Linked DNA regions of Zea mays: all the other regions are linked to region 1. The links are chromatin contacts, called in public Hi-C maps. All regions are on one chromosome and are shown on one strand. Each heading gives the region's core, a stretch centred on a gene start, on an enhancer-like site or on the middle of the called end of the contact. The rest is flanking DNA. Distances are from core to core; before and after follow the strand shown. Region 1 holds the start of LOC100383493. Region 2 holds the start of LOC103637030 (S-type anion channel SLAH3). Region 3 has its middle 110 kb from the start of LOC103637029.

Region 1 (2,713 bases), core at 102-2,601:
CCTATAGGGCCTATGGTAGTAGATCCAACTATACACCACACTTGTTGATAGTGGACCCATTGGGTCTAAATACTCGTAAAACATACAAGAAAATGCACAATTAAGTAGAGAATCGACTCAAACCAAGTCGAACATGTATTACTAGATGCACAATTACAAGGACTCGTCAAGGAGGATAGTAGGGGCATACCCATATCTGATTGTGAACTAGTACAACAAAGAAGACAAATGTGCTTGTGCATGAGAAACTTTAGGTGAATTTGAGTAGACAAGCAATCACTCAACTGACACTTTGCATATACTAGATTGCGGACTAGTAAACTACCACTAACATCCCACAACAACAGGGATGTAGCATAGTTTGAATCTCCACACTTGTAGTCATCAGCTACTCCACCCAAAAAATTCGAAGTGGGAGTAACTCATAATGCTTTCGCATGCATCCTTCTATAGTCGAGGGTTGCAGGAAAACCACGAGGATACTTGCTTGCTCATCGGTTGCTCTAGGAGAAGAGAGGATCACCCTACGTCGCAATTCTTCGAATTGATAACGACACTGATAGCCACGGTAGTTAGGAACACTTGAAGTTGTGGTATACGCCCATGTCGAGATATTCCTCTACTCGTTGATGGCCACTATAAGCGCTTGCTTCTGATATCATTACAACATCAAAGCCGAAGCTAGAGAGCTAGCTCACTGCCAAAGTGACCATAGGAGCGAGCCATTTATCTCTAGAAAACCCACGATAAACCGGAAATCGTGTTGTTTTATCGTCGCATATGCCCATTACAATACCACTAATGACTAATAGGGTGTTTGGTTAGTGGGACTAATTTTTAGTCCCTCCATTTTATTCCACTTTAGACCCTAAATTGTCAAATACGGAAACTAAAATAGAGTTATAGTTTCCGTATTTTGCAATTTATAGATCAAAGTGGAATAAAATGGAGGCACTAAAAATTAGTCCCTAGTAACCAAACACTCCCTAAACTGATAAAAAAAGCCTACTCAAGGGAGCCTCCAAAAGTTGACGTACCAAAGCAATGTTGACAAGGTGTGCTCCATCTAGGATGGATGTGGGCAACTCTCCTAGAATCAAATAAAAAATGATGAAATGGTAGAAATAAATGAATATGGAAATAAATAAAAAGCGGTACGCAACAAGTAGCCAGCGTTGCGCTGAAACAGCACCAACTCAGCAACCTGCAAAAAAGTTGCTTTCCACGAGACCCGCAAAATAAAAAACTTTATTCTCTCTCTCTCTCTCACTCCGCCCGCCAGCCCGCCGCCCGCCGCCTCCCTATATAAACCCACCCACCCCCGTCCGCCATGGCTCATTTCCCCACCCGCACAAACGCGCACACCCCACTTGGCGCTCCACCTCTTCGCTCTCCGACGACAGCCAGCGAGCGTGCGACGGGCGATCAATCGGGGCAGGCATTCGAATTCCGACGACGGCCATGGAGCAGAGGAGCCTGCTGGTGTCGGCCCTGGGCGTCGGCGTCGGCGTGGGTCTGGGGCTTGCGTCGGCCAAGTGGGCAGTACAGCCGGCGCCGAACGGAGGCGACGGTCTCGGAGCCGGCGCCGCGGAGTTGGAGGCCGAGCTGCGGCGGCTGGTCCTGGACGGCCCCGAGAGCGACGTCACCTTCGACGAGTTCCCCTACTACCTCAGGTAGGTCATACTAACCCCGTCGAGTTCGATTCGGTTGGTGGCCGGCCTGGGTAGGGTTCGAGGAAGATCCGGTTGGCTGGCTTCCGTAGTGCGATCCGATTTGGCGCAGCCGCATCACCCGAGACGCACCGATCTGCGGCGCTGCTGCAGGCCTTGTCTTCTCGATGAATCTGTTCAGATGGCTTCCCCACTCCACTCGAGTACAAGTGCCACTAGTTTCCTCTGCTGTTGCGGACTAGCGGCTCGTACTAGCAGTACGGCTGCGGCAGGTAGGCACGATCGGAGCCGTGTTCTAGAAAAAAGCAAAAGCAAGAGGGGTTTACTTGATCCACAAAAGGCCGCAGCACATGGCTTCTTCAGTTTTTTTCTTTGTTTGTTTGTTTGTTATCATTATTACTACGATGGCACTAGCACCGACAGCGATTGAGGTAGTGGTGTGATTGCCTGCAGCGATCAGACGAGGGAGGTGCTCATCAGCGCGGCTTTCGTCCACCTCAAGAACGCGGAGCTGCTGAAGCACGTCCGGAACCTCTCCGCCGCCAGCCACGCCATCCTGCTCTCCGGCCCCACAGGTTCGTTTCCGTCGTCCGCCGGTCCCTGGCCGCAAGAACAACAACCACCCCCGCTCGCTGCTTGCGTGTGGGCAGAGGGTACTGTGGCCACTTGTATCCCCCTGTTTCGCTGATGCATGATGACCTTGTTGGCTGCTGTCTCTGCAGAGGCCTACCTGCAGTCGCTCGCGAAAGCTCTGTCCCACTACTTCAAGGCGCGCTTACTAATTCTGGACGCCACCGACTTCTCTCTTCGGGTGAGTGAGCAGCTGGGAACTGTTGCCATCGTGATTCTTGGCCTTGCGGTTGCTTTGCCGTGCCGTGTTCTGAATCCTGTGCCGCTGAATGACTCTTGCAGATCCAGAGCAAATACGGGGGCTCCACAAAAGCCACGGTGGGTCACACAGTTCCAGAGCATTTTTGCTGGAAAGAATAAACGCTGATTCATCTCCTCGGATCCTCCTTTTGTTTTTCTAACACGAGATCCGG
Region 2 (2,713 bases), core at 110-2,609, 450 kb before region 1:
CGGGAACAGGTCCCAGCGCACGAACGCGTGGTACACGGTGGTGGCCAGCACGCCTGCGACGGTGACGGACGCGACCGCCGACAGCCCGACTGCCAGAGCCTGGGTGAGCGCGTTGGTGACCGCCGACGCGTACACCGTGGTGGCGATGGCCGCGCTCGTCACAGGGAAAGTGTACGCCCACCACGCGAGCGAGAAGCGGACGCCCCGGAAGAAGAAGCTGACGCGCGCCACCAGCGACGCGTAGAGGAAGAGCGAGACGTAGTAGGCGACCCTGGCGCCGAGGCCGAACTCGCCGCTGATCCTGGCCCACGCCACGGAGGCCACGCTCGGCGTCGCCACGAAAAGGAAGAACACCGGGTGGAGCTCCCGAGGCAGCGGCACGTTGGTGGGGAGCCGCTGGTACAGCGTCACGAACAGCACCACGTAGTGCACCGCCCCGACGGCGAAGAAGAACAGAGCCGGCTCGCGGAGGCCCATCCGTGCGCCGAGCAGCGCGCCGACGAAGTTGCCCACCACGGCCAGGTGGCTCGTGGGGCTGGCCACGCGGGACAGCCGCCACTCGCCGCCGGACATCCACTGGCCGTATATCTTGATGTCCAGGAACAGGATGGGCGCCATGAGGGCGTACCACACAACGTGGTGGACCGCCGTGACCGGCTCCGGCAGGCCCTTGGCGAGAAAGAGGCAGGCGATCCACGGCGCGAAGAAGAAGTTGACGCGGATCGGGTGGTGGAACTCGCGCCGCACCGCCTCCAGGTAGAAGACGGCCTTGAGGACGTAGGTGGCGGAGACGACCACCATGAGCGCGACGGAGAGCCACCAGAGCGCGTCGTTCACGCCGGGGCTCACTCGGAGGAACGCCGTGGACGGCTCCTGCTCCAGCGTCTTCCACATCATCGCCTGGCTGCTCACGCCCATGCACATCCCGAACGCGCTGATCGGGAACCGCAGCAGGAACGGCCACGCCTCGTCCTCGGGGAGCACGGGCACCTCCGTCGGCCGGAGCGTCTCAAGCTCGGGGCCTTCCAGGGCCGCGAAGTACCGGTCGGCCGTGGGGAGCTCGCCGTCGTCGTCGGTGTCTGCCTCGGAGTCCCTAGCCTCGCCGCCGCCGACGTCGGCGGCTGCAGGGTGCGGGTGCGTCTGCGCGCCCCCGCGGATGCTGGACAGCTGCCGCTCCAGGCGCCCGCCGAAGGTTTTGAACTGGTCGAACCGCCGGTCCCGCTCCCCCGTGCTGCCGCTGTCGCTGCGCGCCAGCGTGCCCTGCTGCTGCTGCCGCGGCGGCTCCTCGCTCCTGATCGAAATGGAGTACGGCGGCTCCGCCACCGTCGAGCGAAGGCGATCGCCGTCAGGTGCTGCCATTTTGGGGTGTGCTGGCCAGGCAATGAAGCTGACGCTACGCTTAGAGAGGAGAATTACTTTGGGCCGTGAACGAAGCCTCGCTCCGATCAGAAGCGCTCCTCACTCCTTCAACTTCAATGTAGCGCGACGATGCAATGCATGTATTTATAGTATGTTCCTGCAGGTGAATTTTTTTCGGGAGGGACGGCGACGGCGAGCCGGTAAAGCTAAGGGTGAAGTAGAAAAGAGTTGACACAAGAACAGAGAGGCAGACGCGGAGGAGAAGAGCACGCATGCACAGTCAAAAGGTGAGGGCACGCAGCGGCAGCGCCGCCATCTCAGATAAAAAACGTACGGTTAACAAATACTACTAGAAATTTTCTCGAGCTCATCGATGGGGATTTGCATTTGCTTATATAAAACGAGGTAATGGTCTCGAACAATGATAGTTTAAAACGTCGTCTAAGTTGGCGTGTAGCCCGCAGCCAGAGATGAAAACGGGACGGATATAGTCGAATATAGGGTTATCTCGTATTCTAACTTAATGTATTTCTCTCAGATATAGGACCGAATACGGGTAGTTAAGATTTAGGATGGATACAGGACGAGACCGAGTAATAATTCGGGCGGATAAGAAACAAATATCGAATACTACACGGGTAGGTATCAGATAGTTGTCGGGTAGTTTGTCCCGATGATATTAATTATCCAACCATCCAACAAACACATAAATTAAGCAATACATAATCATGTATATGATAGATCAAATGTAGGAAAGAAACCGATAAAATTGACGTCATGCACTTCAAAGTTACTAATCACAAGAACATTATGGAACCAACACCACAATATTAAAAAATTATAAAATATTTAAGTTTCAGTCAAAAATTGCAAATAAGTTACAAAAACTAATAAATATTTATACGAATATAACTAAAGTTCTCATATGAAAATGATAAAGTAAAGTATTGATGATGTTGAAACTTGAATAATTACAGTGATTTCACAAGTAACTCACATGAAGATAACCTTAAGCCCCCCACATAAAAATGACAAAGTCTATTAATTTGATATAAATTTGGACATTATTTTAATAATTTTGGCCTAAAGATGTGTTTAAACAAAAAATGATGTACTACAAAGTTAGAGATCTCTTCGAGCTCTATAATTTTCATATAAACTTTATCTTCATCCGATTTCATATATAAAGTTATAATTTTATAACTATATTATGCAGAAAAAGAAAAAATGGGTACCCGAATTTCGGGTACCCGTATCTGACCCGAATATTCGGGTATTTACTGGGTAATCCTCGCTCCGTATCCGACCCGAATCTGAAGCTGCACTATGCGAGTATTACCCATATCAGTCCCGA
Region 3 (2,713 bases), core at 111-2,610, 280 kb before region 1:
TAACTATCTGGATTTGGAAACGCGCGATACAAATCTGACTTATTATTACCACGGCACTTCAAATTCTAGGTAGGCGGAAGACTTACTACCACAAAATAACAAAAGGACCAAATATTAGACACATGCATGTATGTAGTATGTGAGTTCCTAGCTAACACGCACAACAAGATATACATTCAGGAAATTTGCAAGGAAGAAGCCATGCATCGTTACCGCTACACATACAAGTGCAACAGAAGAAGAGTTGGAGTAGCGATCCAATGTAGTCGTCACGTGTCGATGGAGAGAGGATGTAGTTAATCACGATCGCCTCCTCCTCGATCTGTGGCTGATCAGCGCAACAGTCATAGCTAGTGCTGAGAATATGTGTCGGTGTTTTTGGACCGGCACGGGCACAGTTCATAGAAGAAGGTGATTTGAACTCAGATGAGGGAGTTTCAGGGGAGGCGACGGAGGATATATGATCTCAACGAGGACATGCATGCATATGCATTGTCTCTGAAGCTACAGTACTACTTGCTGTTTTAATAAGACGGATTAAGGATTTGTTCGTCTGTTCTGAGTGTCTGAACTCAATCTCGATGGGGGATGGAGCAGCTGGATACGGATACCAAATAAAGCAACCATGCGTGCATCTACTAGAATGCATGCGTGCATCTGTGTACGTGGTCGTCAAGCAACGTCAGTTCACGAAACGCACGCGGTACGGTGGCTTGCTGCCTGGAACTGGAAGAGAGCCTAGCTAGCATGCCATGACTGACTGACTGTGCCGGCTGCGGCTACTCCTCCTGACCTGGACTGGACTGGTGGATCTTCGTTCCATGTACATTGTTGTCTCGCGGTCGCCGTACGTTAACGACCGGCCCGGGCTAAGGCCTTGTTCGTTTACATCGGATTGCACCCGGAATCATTCCGGCTAATCAAAATTTATATAAATTAGAGAAGCAATCCGGCTCGGAATCGTTCCGACCCACCAATCCGACACAAACGAACAAGGCTTAAGGCTATTCCTTCCTTCGTTGCAGACCGCACCTCGAACGAACGGGTCGGACGGCCGCGGCTTCCTGCGCAGCTGCGGTGCGGGAGGTCATTTTGCACCCATCAGTCGTCCATCCAATAATTCTGATGTGCTACTAGCTGCTGCTTCCTCGATCATGCATGCAGATGATAGAATTGAATGTGCCGGCCGGCGGTTAGAAAACTGAAAACGATAGAATTCAACCACACCAGTAGCTTTCAAGTGTACCAAGTACCACGTCCAGCTTTAATTTGCGTATGGCATGGATTGCAGGATTGGCACGCATGTTGCTGGATCCATCGTCGTGCTTCTTCCATCGCCATCCATATACACAGGGGGCCCAGACGACGACGACTGCTCGGTCTACTGGTCGTCTGGTCCTATGATTTCCTAGTCTCTGCTCCGTTGTTGCTTCAGCACGTCTTGCCTCGCTTGTTGATCGGTCGATGGCAGTCAACAGCGATGGCGACCCGGCCGGCATGCATAGGGTTTCTTCTTCAACAAAGGAACGAACCGACGAGTGGAAAGTGCAACGGCCGGCTGTAGTGATTTCCCGAATTGGATTCCTTAATCTTCTTGCTTCATGCATTCATGCTGCTGCTAATCTCTTGTCGTATGCTGTACACTCCCTCCGCTTTCAAAGGCCATGTCCTTTACTAGTATTTTTAGAAAGCATGTAGTTGAACGTATATATGATCTCAAATTAAGTATTTGGAAAGCGATTTAGAGCCAGTTTGGCGGAGCATGGGATTGAAGTCTCCAAATTAGCCCTTACATGTTTAAGTTGCATATATGGTTGATTTACATCAGAAAAAAAATACTTAATTTTCTAAGCCTAAACCGTAGAAAAAATTAGGACCAGTAGACTAGTTTAATATATGGATATATAAATGAGCTTATATGTTCTATGAATAGTATACCAAATAATACATTCTGTTTTACGAAATAATATAGCAACCTAAATCCTTTCACGGACAGAGACAGATGCTTATATAAATGGATGGCTACACATGTTACAGTAGTATTTCTGCCGATCAAACTTACATGATTTTAGTAAATTTTAGATAGTTTAGCTGAATACAATGGACCAGCATTTTATTCCGGACATAGCTATAGTGTATATATGGAATCGTGAATGAAGCACTACCGGATTTGATTTCCTTTGTCAAATGTCTTAAACACTTGGCAAAGTTTTTTTTCCACTCGTTAAAGACTTTTGCCGAGTGTTAAACTCGACAAATATTTTATCGGTAAAAGTGTTCTTTGACAAAAAATTTCGGGCACTCGACAACTTAAGAATCGTAAAGAACAAAAAGATAACACCATTTTTGAATTATGGAAATAACCATCAACAATTGCCATTGCGCTACCCATCGCCCTATCGTTTTCACCATTTTTAAAAATTAATTAACGTGTTTTGTGGCTGGTGATATTCGAACCACAACAACACTGTGCATGATTTTCGGCGGTCAAAGTTATTTTCGGCAGCAAAGCTTGGCCGCCGAAAATAAGGTTATTTTCGGCGGCCAAAGTTATTTTCGGCAGCAAAGCTTGGCCGCCGAAAATAAGGTTATTTTCGGCGGCCATTGACATAGCCGCAAAAAATAACCGTATTTTCGGTGGCCACTGACACAGCCACCGAAAATAAGGTTATTTTTGGCGGCCACTGACACTGCCGCCGAAAATAACCGTATT

Evidence for each region. Hi-C and Micro-C count contacts between places; a contact is called where the count stands out from the background.
Region 2: a contact with region 1 is called in a Hi-C map of bundle sheath, with 5 times the contacts expected there. The contact joins the promoter of LOC103637030 here to the promoter of LOC100383493 in region 1. A contact is called at or near these places in 3 of 25 Hi-C or Micro-C datasets (bundle sheath, leaf and root tip).
Region 3: a Hi-C map of leaf shows a contact between it and region 1, with 5 times the contacts expected there. The contact joins the enhancer-like site here to the promoter of LOC100383493 in region 1. A contact is called at or near these places in 4 of 25 Hi-C or Micro-C datasets (bundle sheath, ear, leaf and 1 more).

Annotation. Positions count from the first base shown.
Region 1 is chr8:76,577,310-76,580,022 of Zm-B73-REFERENCE-NAM-5.0, reverse strand. LOC100383493 reads left to right here and starts at 1,351. Exons shown (of 16, transcript NM_001176141.1): 1 at 1,351-1,673; 2 at 2,106-2,245; 3 at 2,393-2,481; 4 at 2,583-2,618. The coding sequence starts at 1,462.
Region 2 is chr8:77,027,729-77,030,441 of Zm-B73-REFERENCE-NAM-5.0, reverse strand. It overlaps LOC103637030 (S-type anion channel SLAH3), which reads right to left and starts at 1,359. Exons shown (of 1, transcript XM_008659308.1): 1 at 1-1,359. The coding sequence starts at 1,359.
Region 3 is chr8:76,858,163-76,860,875 of Zm-B73-REFERENCE-NAM-5.0, reverse strand. No RefSeq gene overlaps it. Among protein-coding and RNA genes, the nearest start is that of LOC103637029, 110 kb to the left of the region's middle. Within about 2 kb of position 1,360, at least 9 of the 20 cell types and tissues checked have an H3K27ac peak or open chromatin away from gene starts, as enhancers often do. A contact at or near this core is called in bundle sheath and leaf, where this site is marked.